Regions from separate parts of the Gossypium hirsutum genome. Here region 2 is linked to region 1. A link is a contact called in public Hi-C data. All regions are on one chromosome and are shown on one strand. The core of a region is the stretch at or near the end of the contact, and the rest is flanking DNA. Distances in the headings are between cores, read along the strand shown.

Region 1 (4,833 bases), core at 1,407-3,906:
TTAAGTTAAGCCATTGTTTAATGCTTGGTTTTTTGGATGTTTAATGGTAGAATATTGTTGGTTGTTAATAGATATACAAGTTTTATAAAGTGATTTTTGTCAAAAATGTAAAAAAAAGGGATTTATTTGTAAAAGATAAAAATATGGTAGTTAGAAATGTGAATAAAATAAAAATATGGGCTGCTATGAGGTTAAGTGAAATTCGACTATAATGGGTTTTTGTTTAATTGTGTAAAATTTTGCCATTTTGTGTTAAAAGGACTAAATTGCATAGTAGTTAAAAGTGTAGGGGCAAATGTGTAATTTGCCAAATAATTGTGAATTGGGGCTAAATTAAATTGAATAATTACTGAAAATATTGAATTGATATTGTATAGATCAAGATAAGCAAATATCAAAGCTTGATCGGGGGAAACAAAAGTTAGACGGGTTGACGAAAGTATTCGAGCAAATACGAGGTAAGTCTGTATAGCTAGAATCGAACTATTAAATACTTGTAATTGTTTAAAATGAATATGTATAAGTTAAATGAATGATCACTTGAATTTCGAACTACTGATTATATGATTAAATTACTGTTTACATGAATGAAAGTGAAATGCTACAATTGATATATATGTTACATGGATTTGGTATGGAAATATGCATTAGGTATGCGAATTGAGTATTTAAATGTATGCATTTAATTGAATCGATTATATATATGATTTGAGAAATTGAATTATTGATCATTGAATGCTTAAATGATGAAGTAATATTACCAAGCCCCGTTAGAACCGTAGGAATTTGTTAGATACGAGTGACATGTCGCTAGGGTTATCGATTTGGTTGAGCTCCTGCATTTTGTGAACTCACCATAGCTCATATGAGCTTACCGATATATCAGCTTATAAGAGCTTACTGTTTTCAGCACGTTGAAGCTTACCGTTTTAGCTCGTATGAGCTTACTGTTCAGCTCGTCAGAGCTTACTGTTTTAGCTTAATAGAGCCTACTATTTATCAGCTCAGAAGGAGTTTATCGAGCATGGCTCGAAAGAGCGAAAAGAATAATAGATTGATGAATTACCGATAAATACACTTAGTGTGTATCACCCTAGTATCTATTCATATTCTACGTAGTTCAACAGGCCTAATTACTATTAATGATCATATGAAAAAGATATGTATTTATATGGATGAATTATTGTTTATACGGATGGACTACTGGTTATATGAATGAATTACAGTTATACAATTAGAAATGAATTGGCATAATGTTATGTGAATTACATGGTATTGATGATTTTATATGCTTATGCATTTGGCAAATTTGGTTGGATTGTACTGAATTGGTAATATAGGTTGTAATGACGTATTAATAAATGTTATATATGTGAATAAGCTTCGTGGACAAATGAGTTGGTTTTAATTGCTTTAATGCTTTATGTGAAATTGGTAAGTTTAATTCTACATTATATGGGCTTACTAAGCTTAATGTTTACTTAATTCATTTTCTTATGCCTTATAGATTTCGGAAGCTAGCTCAATTTTAGACGAGGTCGGAGATTTGCTATCACACTATCCAGACGATATTTGGTACTTTTGGAAATTATGTTAATAATGTAAATATGGCATGTATAAGCTAATTTATTGGTTGAATTATATGGTCATTTATGTTGGGGAATGTGGTATGAATTTTGGATTTTGATCAAGCTATGTGATATGGCTTGAGTTGGAAATGTTTGGTTTGGCATGGAAGTATTATGTGTTATGCTCATTTTGCGGTGAATTTGATAATTGGTATTTTGGCATAAATGAGACATATGTGTGACCAAATGAAATGTCATTTTGATATGTTTTATAATGTATTGAAATGAGATATGAACATATGTTTGGATATGAAATTGATACATGAAATTGACATTGAATTTCGTATGTTTGAGATGGTATTTAGTAAATATTCAATGTTTTACTGTTCTAAACTAAATTAAAGGTCCTGTAGTGCTCCTTATCTATTCCGGCGACGGTTACGGGATATGGGTGTTACAAGTTGTTCATGTCTGCCTATTTAGTGAAAATCAAGCATCTCTGTGATTCCTTGGCAAGGTGTGGTCGACGAGTAACAATAGAAGAACAAGAGTCAGCTATTTTGAATGGTTTACTACTAGAGTTTGATCATGTGGTGTCGATTATCATTACGAGCAGAGTGCCATTTGATCTACAAGGTGTCACAACTGCTCTTCTGGATACTGAGGCTTGACAACAAGGGCATTTATCTCAGGTGTCATTTTCAGTAAATGTTGTGGTGGTGAATAAGATTGTTTCAACACAAAATGTTCCATCATATACCGGACAACCGCAACCAGATATGTTTCGTTTGTCACGAGGATATTAGATTTCTCGTCGTGGTCAAGGTCGAGGATGATGTAGTGGTAGTGCAAGACCTCAATGTCAGATCTGTGGAAAGTTTGGACATCTTGCTCGGAAATGTTTCTACAGGTATTATTTTGGCATTTGACGGTGAGGGGGAAAACCCTAGTATGAGGGATGATAGTAAGCATTCTAGTTGGTAAGATCTGCCTCTCATGTGGGTTGAAAGCCCATTACTGCATATATGTGTTGGGTGGATAGTGAATCACATTGGGCTGGGTTGCAATCTTCTTACTATGCTTCTAATCCAGCAGCATGTGGTCCACTTCGTCAGATCCTGCCTTTAATTTCTTAGATGGATTCAATTCACCGTAGCCCAAGTCATCAGTTTCACATGCTTTCTATTGTTGATCAGACATCACGTAGTTCTTCTGCTTATGATTCTGGCTATGTGCATCGTTGATCTGGTCTTTTATCTCAGTCATCTTTTTCGATGGGCAGTCACACCGTGAAATCAACTGGGTCACCTGTGTTTGCTAGTCCTTCTACAGCTGTAGATCCGGTGTGGTATCCAGACAGTGTTGTCGCTGCTCACATGAGGAGTGACTTGGTGAAACTTTTAGATGCTCGTTTGTACAATGGAGGAGGCAAGGTCATTATGGATAATGGTCTCTCTATACCTGTTACGCATGTTGGTGGTTCAACTATCTTGGCTAATGATTCTAGTCCGTTGTTGCTTGAGGACCTATTGTATGTTCCTGATATTAGTAAGAATTTATTGTCTGTTTCTAAGTTTGCAAAGGACAATGGTGTATTTTTTAAGTTTTATCCTAACTGTTGTTATGTCAAGGATCTAAAGACTCGTCAGACGTTGCTTTGCGAAAGTGAACTGAATGGGCTGTATCGATTTGATAATGTTAAATTTAAATTCGCTTTTAATGTTGTAAATGCATATCGTACAGAGTCTCTTCAACAGTAGGGGTCAGATGCTAGGTTTGACAGGTGGTGTTTTGAGTGTTTGTAATATTAGAGTATCTAGACGTAAGAATTACTCATTGTGTAATGCTTGTAAACTTGGGAAGGGGATAAATTGCCCTTTGGTTCCTCTGATTCCGTGTATATTGCTCCCTTAGAACTTGTGGTTGCTGATGTATGGGGGCCAACTCCTTGTTACTCCTCTGGTTATCAATAATACTTGTTTTTTGTTGATTCATTCTCTCGACACAGTTGGATCTATTTCCTTAAAAAGAAATATGATGTTTTTTTCTACATTTATGCCATTTAAAAAATATGGCGAGCTACAGTTAGCTGTTAAACTCAAACAACTTCAAACAATGTGGAATTGTTCATCGTGTGTCGTGTCTACATACCTCAGAGCAGAATGGCCTAGTTGAACGTCATCATCGACAAATTGTTGAAACAAGACTGGTGTTGTTAGCTCAAGCTTCCTTACCCATTTCTTACTAGGCTGATGCATTTGCTACTGCTATGAACATCATGAATGTTCTTCCAATGCAGGTATTAAATGGTGTATCTCCACGCGAGTAGCTCTTTAGTCATAAACCTAATCATCGTTAGCTTCGTGTTTTTGGCTGTCTTTGCTATCCACTTCTCCGACCATATAATCGACATAAGCTCCAATACAGTCTACCCCTTGTACATTTCTTAGTTATGCTTCCAATCATAAGGGATATAAATGTGTTGATCGGTCTGGACATGTTTACATTTCTCGACATGTTCGTTTTGATGGAAATGTCTTTCCATTTGCTCAAGTGTCAACTTCTGTAATATCTGTCACTAACAGTGAGTCTGTTCGGTACACGAGAGCTATTACTACCTTGCCAGTGTTCAAGGTTCCTACCGCAGAGATTTCAGCACAATCTAGAGCTGATTCTAGTCCAACTAGTGATACTAGTGCCTTAGGTTCTTCTTCGAATGGTGTTCTCGGCTCCACTTCAGTAAGTCTAATAGGTACTTTAGTAACAATTGTTTAGCAGCAGAGGCCAACTTTAGTGAATTGTCACCCCATGATGACTAAGAGTAAAATGGAGATTTACAAACCAAAGACGTATATGGTGATGATTAGTGATGTGGAGCCCTCAACTATTCATGAGGAAATGATGATTCCTTCTTGGAAGCAAGCTGTTAATGATGAACTTCAAGCCTTAATTCAGAATCATACGTGGGATTTAGTTCTAGTACCGACAAATCGATTTTTAGTCGGATGCAAATGGTTGTTCAAGATCAAGAAGAATTCTGATGGATGTGTAGCACGCAATAAGGTTCGCTTGGTTGCTCAAGGATTCTCTCAAGCAGCTAGACTGGATTATCATACAACTTTCAGTCCAGTTGTTAAAGCCAATATTGTGCGCCAGATTCTTACCTTAGTTGTATCATGAAAGTGGAAGCTTCAACAGGTTGACATGAACAATGCATTTTTAAATGGAGACCTAGCTTAGGATATTTACATGAAGCAGCCTCTTG
Region 2 (4,700 bases), core at 422-2,921, 150 kb after region 1:
CTGCTTGATCTGAGCAATTCTGGGATTAGCTCTTAAAGGTGCTGGTTCAACATCAGAGTTAACAACTTCTCATAGGTCAAATGACTGCAGGTAGGTCCTCATTTTTACTACCCAAATGTGGTAGCCTTCACCATTGAACACTGGTGGTGGAGCTAGAGAGAATCCAGATGGAGACATGGTTTTTTAGACTTGAAGAATAACAAGTCCACTAAGAATTAAGCTCTTGATACGAATTATTGGAACAATGAACAAAGATGAGAGAAACAAAACAGTTTTTTGAGCTTTAAGGCTAGAGACTTGCAGTACACACAATAATAGAATCTAGCCTTTAAGAACCAAATTAAGCTAAGATTTGATAGAGCAATAGATAAAGAATTCTTTGATGAATTTTCATTAATTGAAACAATGGCATAATGCCAATACATATACCAGACACAAGCTGGTCAAGAGAAACAAAATCATCACCTAAACACCACCTACTACCACTAAGTACATTGAAACTTGTTTAACTTAACTTGTACACTTTGCAAAACTGATTTATCAGCTCAAACATACCTAATTACATCAAGTACATTGACAACTTAGTTGAAATCAAGCTAAGTAACAAAACAAACACTTGAAGTAACCAAAATAAATGAGCAGCATGAACTTCAGCTGCAACTGCTTATCTCGAGCAGCTTCTGTTGCTTCTAATCAGCATGTAGGCCAACTTCATCAGGAGGAAATCTGAGAGCTAGAAGACAAGCCCAAGGAAGAGGTTTTAGGCGAGGCTAACAACTCTATTCTAGGTGTGGTAGATGAAGAGAAGCTGTATACACTACAAAGAAGTGTAGTGGGATAGTGTAGAAGCTTCTTCAAGATGGAGGTGTTAGCAAATGAAATTGCGTCCAAGGACATCAGAGGTGCGACGATAATAAGATATTCGGGCTTTATGGTTTTGTTGGTATTTGAGAATGAGAAAAAGATGGAATATTTAATGGCGAAACAAATAGAGACGGTTGATAATTGGTTCTTGCGGTTGCAGCGATGGTAAGAGAAAATCATAATCAACAGTCAAAGAGCGTGGTTGGCCTGTAGAAGGATTCCTATCCATGCATGGAACATGGTTGCTTTTCAGAATATTGGAGAGAGATGGGGGGAATTTATATCTGTTGATAGTGGGACATTATATCCCAGTTACTTCATGAGGGCTAATATACAAATTGTTATGGATATTTCATGAGGAAAATTTCCTTCTTCAAGTGGGTAATGAACAATTAAGAGTGTATGTTAATGAATTTGACCCCAGTGTTATCAGTCAATGCTGTGACGATGATAGCGAAACAGAATAGTAAGGCAATGGAAAAAGATGAAATGGAATTTGAAAAGTCGCCGAGCGATTCTATAGCAGACAAGGAGGTTAATGAGGATGGCAGATCATTGAATAATCTGGCATGGGTGGCATTGAGAAAAGATGAGAATGCCACCAAGGAAATAAACTAGAATGCAAATATTAATGATGGGGTTCAGAGGTAAGTCTACAGTGGGCATAAAAACTTAATAAAGAATATAGTATTAGGGAAAACATAGAGCTGACTAAAAGTGGGCTGATTGCTCATCGAGGAACCCCAGTTACAAACCCTATGGGCAGATCTCAAGAGGCCGGGATGGGAGAGGAAGATGTGATGGGCTTGAGTTTGAAGACTGAAGTGGGCTTTGAATCTATGAGGCATGGACCCTTCGTGGAAGAGGCAAGCTGCTGAGGATCGTCAGTTGCAAAATTATAGTGAAGACGACAACCCTGAGTTTGTCGTATCAGCATTACTACTTCAACAGATCCCTTACAGTCATACCGATTGTAGACATGGGAGAGGGGTGGTAGAACCAGAAAGGTAAAGTAATTAAAGGAGTTAGATGGAGCGAAGCCTCGACTGAAGCAGAAAGACAAGAAGAATCATAAAGGTTATAAAACTAAGGAAGCCGTGGGTGTTAACCTGAAGAGTGGCAGTGAGTATTTGGTTGCTAATGCTTCTCTATCAAGAAGAAAGTTACGCTTTAGGAAGTTACTGGACTTCAAATTGAAGGAGATTGGAAATGTTAACCCTTTTTATCCGATCCAATAATAAATTTGAGCAAGAGAATCAAATAATTTCTTTTTAAAAAATTTTCATAACGTTTAAATACTTAATTTATTATTGTTGTACTCAATTTCAACTTTTAAAATTCAATTTCATATTTGAATAAAAAATTATACATGTCTAAAATCCGAACTTATTTCATCAACTTATATTTATATTTTTATTTTTACTAATTCGTCACATATTTATATAAACAATTTAAACATACAATCCAAATCGCATACAGGTTATAACCATTTAACTTACTAATCTCAATTTTCTATTATTTAATTTTATACATAATTATTTATTAAATATTTCATATATATAATTATTATGTCTAAATTTATAATTAAATGTTTCAAGATTGACAAAATAGTCCCTATTCTTTAAATGTTACGGTTTTTATAAAAAAAGTCCCTAAAATTTACATGTTTACAATTTTTACAATTTAGTCTTTAAAATCTAAAATTTACACAATTTTACAATTCAGTCCCTAAAAAGCAAATTTTCTTATTTTATAGTTTAGTCCTAAATCCCAATTTTCACAGTTTTGCAAAACAATCCTTTTTTTCCAAAATTTTCAGATTTCAAAATATTTATAATTTGGTCTCTATCAACTCAAATCTGATCACATAATGTCTCCTTTCAAAGCTTTCAAATAAAAAATAATACTTAATAATTAAAACATTAAATTTCAGATTTCCACATTTCAACACTTAAAAATTTGAACTTTTAAATTTTTTTTTAAAATTTAGTCCTTTTTAATTTAAAACATGCTAATTTAAGTACAATTTTCAAAAACTTTAAATATCATATTCTCATAGTCTTATCATAAAAAATCCAAACTTTAAATTCTCTATTTCTCGATTGGAAAAGAATTAATAATAAAAGCAAGAATCAGATTTGATCGATATATTTATGGAAACAAACGAAAAAGAAACAAAAGTTGAAACATACATCATGGATCAACTAAGCCCTTTTGGGGACTTGCTTAAGAATAAGAAAGAGGAATCTCATGTAAATACCATGGAATAAGGTTTGATCTTATTAATGGGGATTTCGAAATTATTCCCATTCCAAAAATAGAAAGTTCGAAATAAATGAGATTCTTTTTTTGGAGATTGGATGCACTTACAAATTCATGATCTAGCATGTATAGAATGAAAACTTTGTTCTTGATTGTTCCTTGATTTTTAAATTTTGTATATTTTTCAATTTAGTCCTTATTTCAATTTTTAACATATTAATCACTTAAAATCATCCATCAAATTGTTCATAAAATCATTCACCATTCACAACATACATGAATATAATACTTTCATCACTTAGAACATAGAAAATGATTACGCACAATATTTACAATTTCACATCAAATTATACATTCAAATAAACATAATATAGCAGTTGGAATAACTGCCAAGCTTCCTCTCACTTCCATCTTCATATTTAAGCCTCTATGGTTAGTTTATTAGATGTGATATCTCACTTTAATTTCAAAGAATTATAGGTTAGAAATACAAGGTTGAAGTGCCCTTTTTTATTGCAGATAAAACTTTTAGACTTGGATAAGTCTTTAGGCTTCTTGGTTCTCTTCCTTTCCACTTAAGGTGGCTTAGAGAACTTAGCCTTATTTCTTTTAGTGTACTTTCCCTTCCCTTTAGAGAAAGAAGCAACAACTAAGTTTACTTCTACTTTTTGGACCGGTTGATTGTCATTCAACATCAACTCATAGAATTAAAATTTCATCATGAGCTGTGTAAGCATTGGATTCTTGTTCCCAAGGTTATATGCAGCCCAAAAGCTTGCAAAGTACTTGGACAAGTTTTTGAACACCATCTCTATTTGCATGTTCTAGTCCAAATTGGTCTCATTATCCACAGCCTCGGCGAAGTATCCCATAAGAGTAATCATATGGTCTTTAACTAGAGTGTCGGGATTTTGCTGGGCATTCATCAAACTAGTTATAATAGTCGACTGTCGAGCCAAGGTAACTTGGCCTCCAAATATGTCTTCTAGTTTGTCTAGAATCGCTTTTGCAATCTTACAGCTCTTCAGTTGCTTATAAAGTGTATTGGTCATACTTGCCAACATATAGCAACGAGCTATCTCATCAGACTCCTCCAATAGTTTTTTCTAGCCTCAACTTGAGTGGCCAGAGAGCATTTATTATCAATGTCTGTTTTTAGTTTCTCACAACTCAAGACAATCATGAGGTTCCTTTTCCATTTGTTATAGTTATTCATGTTCAATTTGTTTTCAGTTAGTATATTTAATAAGGGAGTAGGTGTCAGTTTTGAACTGAAAATAAAATATTTATTCATTAATATCTTTGTATTAAGAAAATATTTTGAAAATATTTTGTAACCTACGATATGCATTAAGATGATGCATATGTCTTACATTAAACCTTGAAAACATTTGTAAGTCATTGCAACGATAATCCTTACATCCATTGAATCAAGTCATCGTGGGGTAATCTTGATCAACTAGTAAGAATATAAATTTCCATTCAACTAGTACATGAACCTATTTCCTTAGGCATTCACACATACTAATAATCGTTTAACTTTTGGCCATCATTCTAACTTAATTAGAGCTTCA

Evidence for each region. A called contact is a pair of places that touch in the nucleus more often than the background predicts.
Region 2: a Hi-C map of leaf shows a contact between it and region 1, with 1.8 times the contacts expected there. The contact joins two enhancer-like sites. A contact is called at or near these places in 3 of 34 Hi-C or Micro-C datasets (leaf and petal).

Annotation. Positions count from the first base shown.
Region 1 is chrD04:36,121,170-36,126,002 of Gossypium_hirsutum_v2.1, forward strand. No RefSeq gene overlaps it. Among protein-coding and RNA genes, the nearest start is that of LOC107899228, 5.8 kb to the right of the region's middle. Within about 2 kb of position 2,657, at least 6 of the 9 cell types and tissues checked have an H3K27ac peak or open chromatin away from gene starts, as enhancers often do. A contact at or near this core is called in leaf, where this site is marked.
Region 2 is chrD04:36,272,505-36,277,204 of Gossypium_hirsutum_v2.1, forward strand. No RefSeq gene overlaps it. Among protein-coding and RNA genes, the nearest start is that of LOC107898162, 8.8 kb to the left of the region's middle. Within about 2 kb of position 1,672, at least 6 of the 9 cell types and tissues checked have an H3K27ac peak or open chromatin away from gene starts, as enhancers often do. A contact at or near this core is called in leaf, where this site is marked.